2 separate regions of the Gossypium hirsutum genome follow, and region 1 is linked to region 2. A link is a contact called in public Hi-C data. All regions are on one chromosome and are shown on one strand. The core of a region is the stretch at or near the end of the contact, and the rest is flanking DNA. Distances in the headings are between cores, read along the strand shown.

Region 1 (4,754 bases), core at 992-3,491, 58 kb before region 2:
TAAAATTTTCATAAAAAATTTAATTTAAATAATATTTTTTATCCTTAAAGTATATTTAAAGTTCAAATTTAAAAAATAAAACATAATATAATATTTATCATAAAAATAAATATTATTTGATTAAAATAATTTTTTTAAATGTTATATTTTAGTGGCGTTTTTGTGAGAAGCGCCGCTAAAGGTATCGAACTATAGCGGCGTTTGTGGTAAAAGCGCCGCTAAAGGTCTCGATCTATAGCGGCGTTTGTGGTAAAAGCGCCGCTAAAGCTCTTCAGCTATAGCGGCGTTTGTGAGTAAAGCACTGCTAAATGTCTTGAGCTATAGTGCGTTTGTGGAAAAGTGCAGCTAAAGGTCTTGAGCTATAGCGGCGTTTTTGGGAAAGCGCCGCTATAGCTCAAGAGCTTTAGCGGCGTTTTTCAAAAAAAAGCTGCTGAAATTAGCGACTCTGTCATTAGCGGCGTTTTTAGCGGCGTTTCTCAAAGCGCTACTAATGCTTTTAGCGGCGCTAAAAAACGCCACTAAAGGCCTAAAAAAGCGCCGCTAAAAGCCTGTTTTGGTGTAGTGACTGCACTTCAATTGGTATTTTTTCTTTTGTTTAATTAATACCTTTTTTAAAAAATTGTTCTGGGATGGGGAGAGAAACAAAAAACATAAAAAATATATATGTTATAATAAACGCGAACTTGATAAAATAATTGGGCCTTATTTATCTACTTTTAATGTGAAATATAGTTATTGGACTATAAACCTTATTTTTGAAACAATAATTTACATCAATATACAGTATAATTAATATTAATATCTTGAATTTAGAAATAAAAAGAATTACACTCCCAAAAAATAATATATAAATTCGAAGTAACGGAGGCAAATTGTTCAAATGAATAAACATTCGAAAGAGGCGACCACCCTACAACCTTAAATCAATTTTGTTTCGATTGAGTATCTACAAGGTCCATGTATGATATGAGTTGGATCCAATTATTCTGTCTAGTATTAAGTGGATTAATTTAGTCCTTATACTATTAAAAAAGAATCAAGCGAGTTCAAATGGTAAAGGATTTAACATTTATTATATAAAAATATCCTGAAATTTATTATTTTTAATTGCAGTTCAATTCCAAATAAAATATTTTATTGACAAAACCATAAAAATATTAAGTGTGTTAAGCAATAAATATTAACTATATTCCAATTTGGCCTTGATTCTTTTTAATAGTACAATGATTAAATTAATCCATTTAATAGTAAAGGGACTAATATGATTATGTCCCTACAATCAGGGACGAATCTAGAAGTTTATCTTTGGAGGGGGTAAATTATAATTTTATCTTTATATGTGCTTGTTGAAAAAAAAATGAGGCCTAAATTTATTTTTGACCATTTAAAAAGATATGGGCTTTCTATAAATCGGTTTTAAAAAGATATAAACATTTTGTTGGATGAGGTGAGGTGAATGGTTGAAAAGGCGGATGGATCCCACACGAAGTATGGGTGTGGGGTGAGTGAAAAGGAGATGAAATTAAATACAAGCAAAACGAGCATATGATTAGATTATGGCCTTACCCCTTCATTCCCAGACAGATAAATTAATATATTTCAGAATCAGACTGCAAATTACCAACTTTGTTGACAAGTTAAATGGTTTAACCTACTCCCTGTACCTCTCTTATGTTTAATTTTGAGGCTTCCTGTCTGTTTGGCTCCCAAAGCTTCATGTTAGCTGCCATTGCATTAACTCCATTTCACAACTAAGCCATAAACGCATAGACTCACACCCCCCCTGAAGGGAGACGAAAAGGGTCAAAGTTCCAAGGGGGAGGGTTACGTCATACGTAAATCTCACAAGGGTATTTGCATGCAATGTGACAAAGAAAAGCTTCAATAATGATGAAACATGTGTTTGTAGAAATGCGTGAATGGGTTTGACAAATCCATAACAGTCGCAGTATTATTTTTCCTGGGAGATACGAGACAAGGATACCTTTTGGGGAAGCTTTTTAGAAAAGCATGAAAATGATTTTTTTTTTTTCAACTTTGATGGGCCTTCTTATTTAAAGCTAGAGGATAATTGGAGCTTTGAGTTTGATGTTGCAATTTCATTTTCCTTGCTTGGAAAGAAAAAGGGTACTCAAAAAGATAAATGGCTTTTAATGCAAATTGGAAGATGATTGAGTGGACAAAATTAGCAGCATTAATGCAACGAAAGGGGTGTTGGATGGACGTTGGGTGGGGCTTGGCCTAACTGTGAAAGAAATGTATACTCTCTAATTCTACCTGGATGGATGAGTTGAACTGGCCTCTCAATAATACAATCTTCACCATAATTACCTACTTCTTTAGGGTGAATGTGTCCCAATTTTTCAAATATGATTGAGTATGGGTTACACATAAAATTTATGAGATGTTACAACCTAATAATAGGGTTTGGGTTTGGGTTAAGGTTGGAGTCACTAAAGTTTTTAACTTCATAAGTATCATAGGTTGATGACAAGTTTCCTATAAAGATATAATAAAATATTATATAAATAAAATAGATATATAACAAACTTTTAAGACTGTTTGTGGAACAAAAAATATGTACTACTAATGTATCAAATACTAATCATTTAAATAACTTAAACCTTAATTAAAATTAATTTTTTATTTTATTTTATAAAAATAAATATTTTATCTTTAAAATGATAAAAATAACTTCAAAAATTCTATATAAAATTATTTTTCCAAAAAACTATATAACAGTTATTAATTATTTTTTATTTACTTCAAAACTAAGTTTTTAGAGATATTTATATAAAAAAAACTAAGAAACTTCATTAAATAATATGTAAAAGTGATAAAACAAAACCTATTTTATTAAAATAAATTCAAGAGACATAAAAAATCAAAATTTCAAATCAAATTATTATGAAAAGTTTCCAAAATTCAAAAAATATTAATAATACAAAAAATTATTAGAAAAATATAAATTTAATTATTAAATTATCAAAATATCAAAATATCAAAATTTAAATAATACAAAAAATTATAAAAGTTTATAAACTATTTGTGCCGCGCATTATCAAAAGATGACAATAGATCGGGCATGTTCGTGGATATATAGTAAAACCTCGATAAATGGATATTTGATAAATTAATAATCTCGATTAAATAATAATTTTTTTGATCCCGAACTTGGGTCAAGGGGATAAAATAATAACCTCGCTAAATGTATAAGATAATAATTTTTAAAAAATCCTTAAGGGCACAATGAAAATATAAAATAATAAATCATTAAATATACTAAAAATTATATATACAATACATAAAACTAAAGTGCTTTCTAGACAACTCTTATTTTTTTTCAATTTTATTCATTGCTAAAATATGCATCTATAGTTAACTGCTTATTCTTTGCATGTGAATCATATACAATTTCATCTTCAACTTTTAGAAGGGCATAAACCAAATCTGGTATATTCTTCTCGTGTTGTGTTAAATAATTCTTCAAGATATCCACAATTAGAAAAGCCTATTTTGGAGAAACATGTGGTAAAACAATATTGTCATCTGGATCTTGCTCGTCATCAGTTGGCACATCCATTACTCCTTGAATAATTTCTTCATCCGTAGGTAACTCCATTAAAGATTCATTTTCACTTGGATAATTCAAAATTTGCTCAACATCCATGACATTTCTATAGTGTAAATCAGAAATTATTGCTTTTAATTTATGAATGCCTTCAATATCACCAATTTCTTGTTCGAGAGACATATCTTCCTCGGATTGAATTTTGCAATGTTAGAAACAATTTGCAATAGTTGTAGGCTTCACACCAATATTCCAAGCAGCATTAATAAAATGGATTGCATCCAATACATTATTTTTTTTAGGATTTATTTCTCCTTTCTCGTAACCTTCCAAGATGCTAGAATAAAAGCGACGTCGATAATAAATCTTAACAGTTCTAATGATTCCAGCATCACATGGTTGAATTTTTTATGTTGAAGTTGGAGACAAAAAGAATAATTCAACGTTTCTCAAGCCTTCGATAACATTGGGATGGGATGAGCAATTGTTTACTATAAGCAACACCTTTCTACCAATCATTCTAGCATCAAACCAACGAACAAACCATAACAATAAGTCTTTCCTTGTCCTTTTTTCGTCCTTCTAATTGCTTTGTAGCCAGTGAATGATCTGTTTGCAAACGATAAAATAAGCTTGTTTCATCCATAATATAGATATCCTTCCAATCAAAATTTTCCTATTTAGCTCTTATTTAAGGTAAAGCATATTCAATATTCTCCATAATAACTGAACCACTTTCACCAAATCTTCTATAAAACTTAATCCCATGTCTTTCCTTGAACCGTTCTAGCCAACCAATCGAGAAGTTAAATTCGGAATTTGCATCACCATACATTTTGTGTAGAAACTCTTTTGCTTTGGTTTGAATCATTTCTCCAGTCATGTTTACTTTCTCTTGATATTGGAGAAACCACTCATATAATACATTCACTAATTCAGGATATTTGTTTGATTTGTGCCTTTTAACATTGCTATTTTTTATCTCTTTCGACAAATATTCAGATGACCTTTTAAGAGTATTTGATATTGTTGATTGGCTAACAGAGAGATCAAACGTTTGTTGAACCCACTGTTGCAAATCTTTTTGACTTGAAGAGGGATGCTCATTTTTGTACTCACATAATGTTTTTCTCATCTCATCTGTCAATGTAGACATTTTTACACCTTTCAAATGGGAAGCCAT
Region 2 (4,761 bases), core at 1,767-4,266:
CCCCCTTATTCCCTTTCCTCTTTGGGGCATTTATAGTATTTGGGTACTCTACCCTCGCCTGTTTTATTTCTGGTAGATTATCAAGAGCAATAGGATTGAGTAAATTGTTCCTCAGATTGGATCTTGAGCCTGTCGGGCGATTCATTGGTGTTAAAGTATTGGTCTGATATTGTTGGGATTTGATAGTAAGGGGTGCCCCTTGTGGGCGCATATCTGGCTGGACACTTATCGGGATAAAATCTGAGGGATAATTAGAGTCTTCATTATCCTCCCCAAAGTGGACCACTGGGCTTTCCTCTCTTTCTAACATTCTAACCAATGATTGGGTTAACTGGTTTATCACATTGCTTTGGAATTCTAGCATCTGATCTTTCATATCTTGTTGAAATTTGGTCAATTGCTCAAGCATCTATACTTGCATCTGCTCTATTCTCTCCAATCTTTGGTCCATGCCTCCTGACTTTGCTCGGGTACTATAACAGTGTTTGGCAGGTTGGTTGGTTTCCAAATTAACTGAAGAATGGTTTTAATCAATTAGGCTCTTTTAGTGGATTTTAATGCGTATGATGTCATGTAACGCGAATGCATGCAATGAATGCATAAAGAGATGTTGATTTTGATTCAATTCCATTTAGAAAACTTTACTAGAAAACAAATCTCTTTACATAAAGTGGATATTTATACGGCCTTGCCCTCATAGGCGGAGATATTCGATCATCTTCTTCATTCGAGCGTTAAGATAAATCTCACGAACTCTTCAAAAAAAACGTCTCTTCTATCTCCTTTTTGCTCGATCCGGGCCATAACTTGTTGCTCAAAGGAACATGGAATCACCATTAAAAACTCATTTACAGACAAATTTCTAACATCTCAATTACAGATGACCCTCATGTAGGGCCTCTTATTCATATCTTATTGTTTATATACTACATACATCCTTACTCTTTCAACACCCTAACAGGCAGAGTTACCAAACTTACCAAGAGGTTAAAACTTCCACCGATAACTCAAAAAGCATAGCTTCCAGTTTAGCAAAGAAGAAGAGAATATTTAAATATTTAATAAAGCTAAAGCGTAGAACAAAAGGAAGAAAAGCATCTACACGTTCCCTTCTTACCACATACATATACAATACCTCTTAGTGGATTTTGACAAGTGTCAAATACATACATAAATTGTACCTTTAATGTCCTACAAAAATTAGAGAGAGTATATAAATACATATACATAAATTGTACCTTTAATGTCGATGCTATTTGACCAGTCAATCTATTTAGTTGACTCCCAACCAATCACATTACAGAACCCATCTTGGTCATCTTTTGAGCACACTTGGTGTACCATACCTATGGCGATAACTCGTAAATGGCGTGGCCTTAAAGACACATTAGCCCTTTATAGTTTTAACATATACTTAGTAGGCATGTCATGCTCAACCAACATTCTGAAGCGTACTCTTCGTTTTTCATATTCTTTCTTCAATTGAGAATAAATCCTTAAATACTTCTATAGACGGATACTGTATGCGCCAAACATCAATTCACTAAAAGCCTAAGAATTGATGGACTAACTACCATAGTGCGCCAAACCGATAACTTCACATCTACACGCCTTCTTCTTGGATCCGCCAAATTTGAGGTGTGACACATTTAGTACTTGAACTTGACACTTTTTCTTAATTTGGTACCTAAATTTCTTTTTTTTGTCCAATTCGATATCTGGACTTGACATTTTTTTTCCTAATTTGGTACCTAAGCTTTTTTTCTCAATTTGTACCTAAACTTGTCAAACGTTATACAAATTGCTCCAATATGCTAATAATGTTTTTTTATGAGGTACTAAAAATAATCAATGTATGATTGAAATGTGACAGATGACATCATTTTTTTTATTCTAAATGTTCAATTACATTTAGTTCAATTTATTTAATTTATTTTAATGTTTTAATTTAACATAATGAATTTATTTTATTTTGGGGGTTTTAAAACTCTTATTTTTCTTCTTCAATATTCATTTGTTAAGCAAAACTCAAAGTAGTTTTTTAACATAAATTTCCTCTAATTTTGATAATATTTTTATAGAATTGAGGGCTTTATGAAGATCAAGCTATGTTTTAAGCATGCGATCCCTCTTGAATCATTCCTGCCATTAACAGTCAAATTATTCTCAGTCCTTATGAAAAGTAAAATTTCAGCATATTGTTTAATGAAACAACGAAAACTCCAGATAAATGTAATCGTTCCTATCATTAAATTCCATGTCATTTGCTACATGTTGGTTATACACTAGCTACTCTTTTCCACTCATAAAAAATGATACTATTAGTGTTTTGGATAATTTGTATAATATTTGACAAGTTCAAATACCAAATTAGACAAAAAAAAACTTAGGTATCAAACTAAGAAAAAATGTCAAGTTTGGGTACCAAAGGTTAGATTAAGCATTATCTTATTCATAAATAATAAAAGGTTAATATATTGTTTGATACATGAATTTGGCTTCAATGTTCAATTCGGTATTTGAGTTTTTTTGTCCCAATTTGGTACTTGAGTTTGACTTCAAAGTTCACTTTGGTACTTGAGTTTTTCTTTGTCCCATTTAAGTACCTAAGTTTAGCTTCAGTGTTTAATTAGGTACTTGAGTTTATTTTTTTGTCACAATTAAGTACCCGTATTTTTTTTACTAAAGTATACGTTTCAAACATTCATTGGGTTGTTTGGTCTAGGTACCAAATTGAACATTGAAGCTAAACAAGTACCAAACTGAAACAAAAATCTTAGATTCCAAATTAATTATTGAAACCAATCTCAAGTACCAAATTATATATTACCCCAATAATATAATATCGATACATTTGAGAATTCTCAAATTAAAATGCTTTAAAATTTGAAATCAATTCAAAATTTAAGCATGGTGACAATGCAATTAACCCTAAAAATAATTTATAATGCTTAAAGCCAGGTCCTTATGAGGTCCGTAAATCGCCAAAACCTGGCCTCCTTCCAGCCATGGGCTGGTATTGTTGTGAAAAGGCGAAAAGTAACAAAATACCGAAGCCCATTTACAAGCACAATGTCTCTATTTGCGAACCAGACCCAGCTGATCCTCGATCCTGGACCTTCCATTTGCCTCAGGCAACCCAAATATTCATTCCTCGTTCGCTCTCAATCCTCGCCACTAAATTTTACTTCTTAAATTTCATTTTCTTTTGAAATATTTCAATTTTCTTACTGATCTAATTGCTTTACTGGTTAGACTTGTAAGAGGTTTCGATAGATCCCTCGAGTAAATTAAGAAAAGATGGGAGGAGGAGAACATGGAGGGCATGGAGCAGAGGATTTCAGGACGAAGGTGTGGAGCATGTCTGGTGGCCCATATTGCCGGCCCAAGCACTGGCGTCGCAATACTGCGATTGCTATGTTCGGCGTTTTCCTCATTTGTATCCCGATCGCCATGAAATCCGCCGAGCTCGAGGTGCCCAAGTCCCCATCTTTCCTCACTTTATTACTGTTTTTTATTGCTATTTAGAACGTATATTGCCCTAATTATATGAATTGCTAACTGCTAAGTGCTAAGTCTAGGTTTAACCCTTTTGAAAATCTAAAGATTTCGAACAATATAAAGTATTCATGCTAAGATTTCTGTTATGGATTTGCTGGATCCTAATGGAAATTGTATTATAGTTGGTCAGTACTAGTAGAGTCTTAATGCATATCATTTGGAATTAGATAGAAGGGATTGGTAAGGTGAGGCCTTAAATTAAATAGTTCGGTTTTAGTTTGTTTTGATATAAATGTCGGTTGAAGGTGAAACTTGAAATTTTATATATAAATGAAGAGTAGCTGCTGATTATTCAGATACTTAGTTGAATGTTAGCTAGGTGTATATCACGGTCCCCTAATTATTATTTTCTACACTGTAATCACAAAGCAAATGGTTTACAAAGTTTTGAAGTTCATAAAAATTGCTGTCAGTTTCATAATAACCCATCAATGTTGTGCAAAAAATTGTTTTCCCTAGTAGCTGCTGGCTGCGTACTTATTCTTGATTGAATACCAATCTGCTTGCTTTTACATTTATTCATAATGATGCAAGATTGCGGCTTGCTATTTTCTCACCTGTTAACTTGAAGTTTATTTCCTGTATGGCATTTATTCCCTGATCTTGTACGGGCAATACTGCAATGTTAGGATGTCAATTATCGTTCACTACATGTTACAGTGTCACTTCATCAAATGATTGAAAAGCCTGTAACCACGTCTTATCTCCTTAAGCGGCCGCAATTTCATTATATCCGTGCTATGCTAAATTCTATTATTTCTAGTAGCATCTAGCTTTGCACTTATTCCTTATGAATCCCAATCTTCTAATGTTTGCCATTTTGTGTAATAATCTTAGATTGCAGCTTCTTATTTTCTCATCTGTAAACTTGAAGTTGAATTCCTCCATAGCATTTACTCTCTAATCTTGTACTGGCAATACACCAATGTTAGAACTTAGGTCAACTGTCCATCTTCATTCCGAGATGGTCAATTTATCATTTGCTAAATGTCAAATTGTCACTTCATCCAATGATTGAAGCCTACCTTATTTTTATTGCTTTTATATGCATTTCTTATCTCCTTAAGTGGCTGCAGTTTCATTATAACCCATTGATGCTATGCAAAATTCTACTTTCTCTGGTAGCTGCTAGCTTTGTACTTATTCCTTATTGAATGCTGATCTTCTATTTACCATTTTATGTAATAATCTAAGATTACA

The links. A called contact is a pair of places that touch in the nucleus more often than the background predicts.
Region 1: a contact with region 2 is called in a Hi-C map of leaf, with 2.1 times the contacts expected there. The contact joins the enhancer-like site here to the promoter of LOC107954553 in region 2.

The regions. Positions count from the first base shown.
Region 1 is chrD07:25,105,533-25,110,286 of Gossypium_hirsutum_v2.1, reverse strand. It overlaps the pseudogene LOC107956126. Among protein-coding and RNA genes, the nearest start is that of LOC107954556, 6.9 kb to the left of the region's middle. Within about 2 kb of position 2,241, at least 5 of the 9 cell types and tissues checked have an H3K27ac peak or open chromatin away from gene starts, as enhancers often do. A contact at or near this core is called in leaf, where this site is marked.
Region 2 is chrD07:25,048,371-25,053,131 of Gossypium_hirsutum_v2.1, reverse strand. LOC107954553 reads left to right here and starts at 3,016. Exons shown (of 2, transcript XM_016890144.2): 1 at 3,016-3,474. The coding sequence starts at 3,301.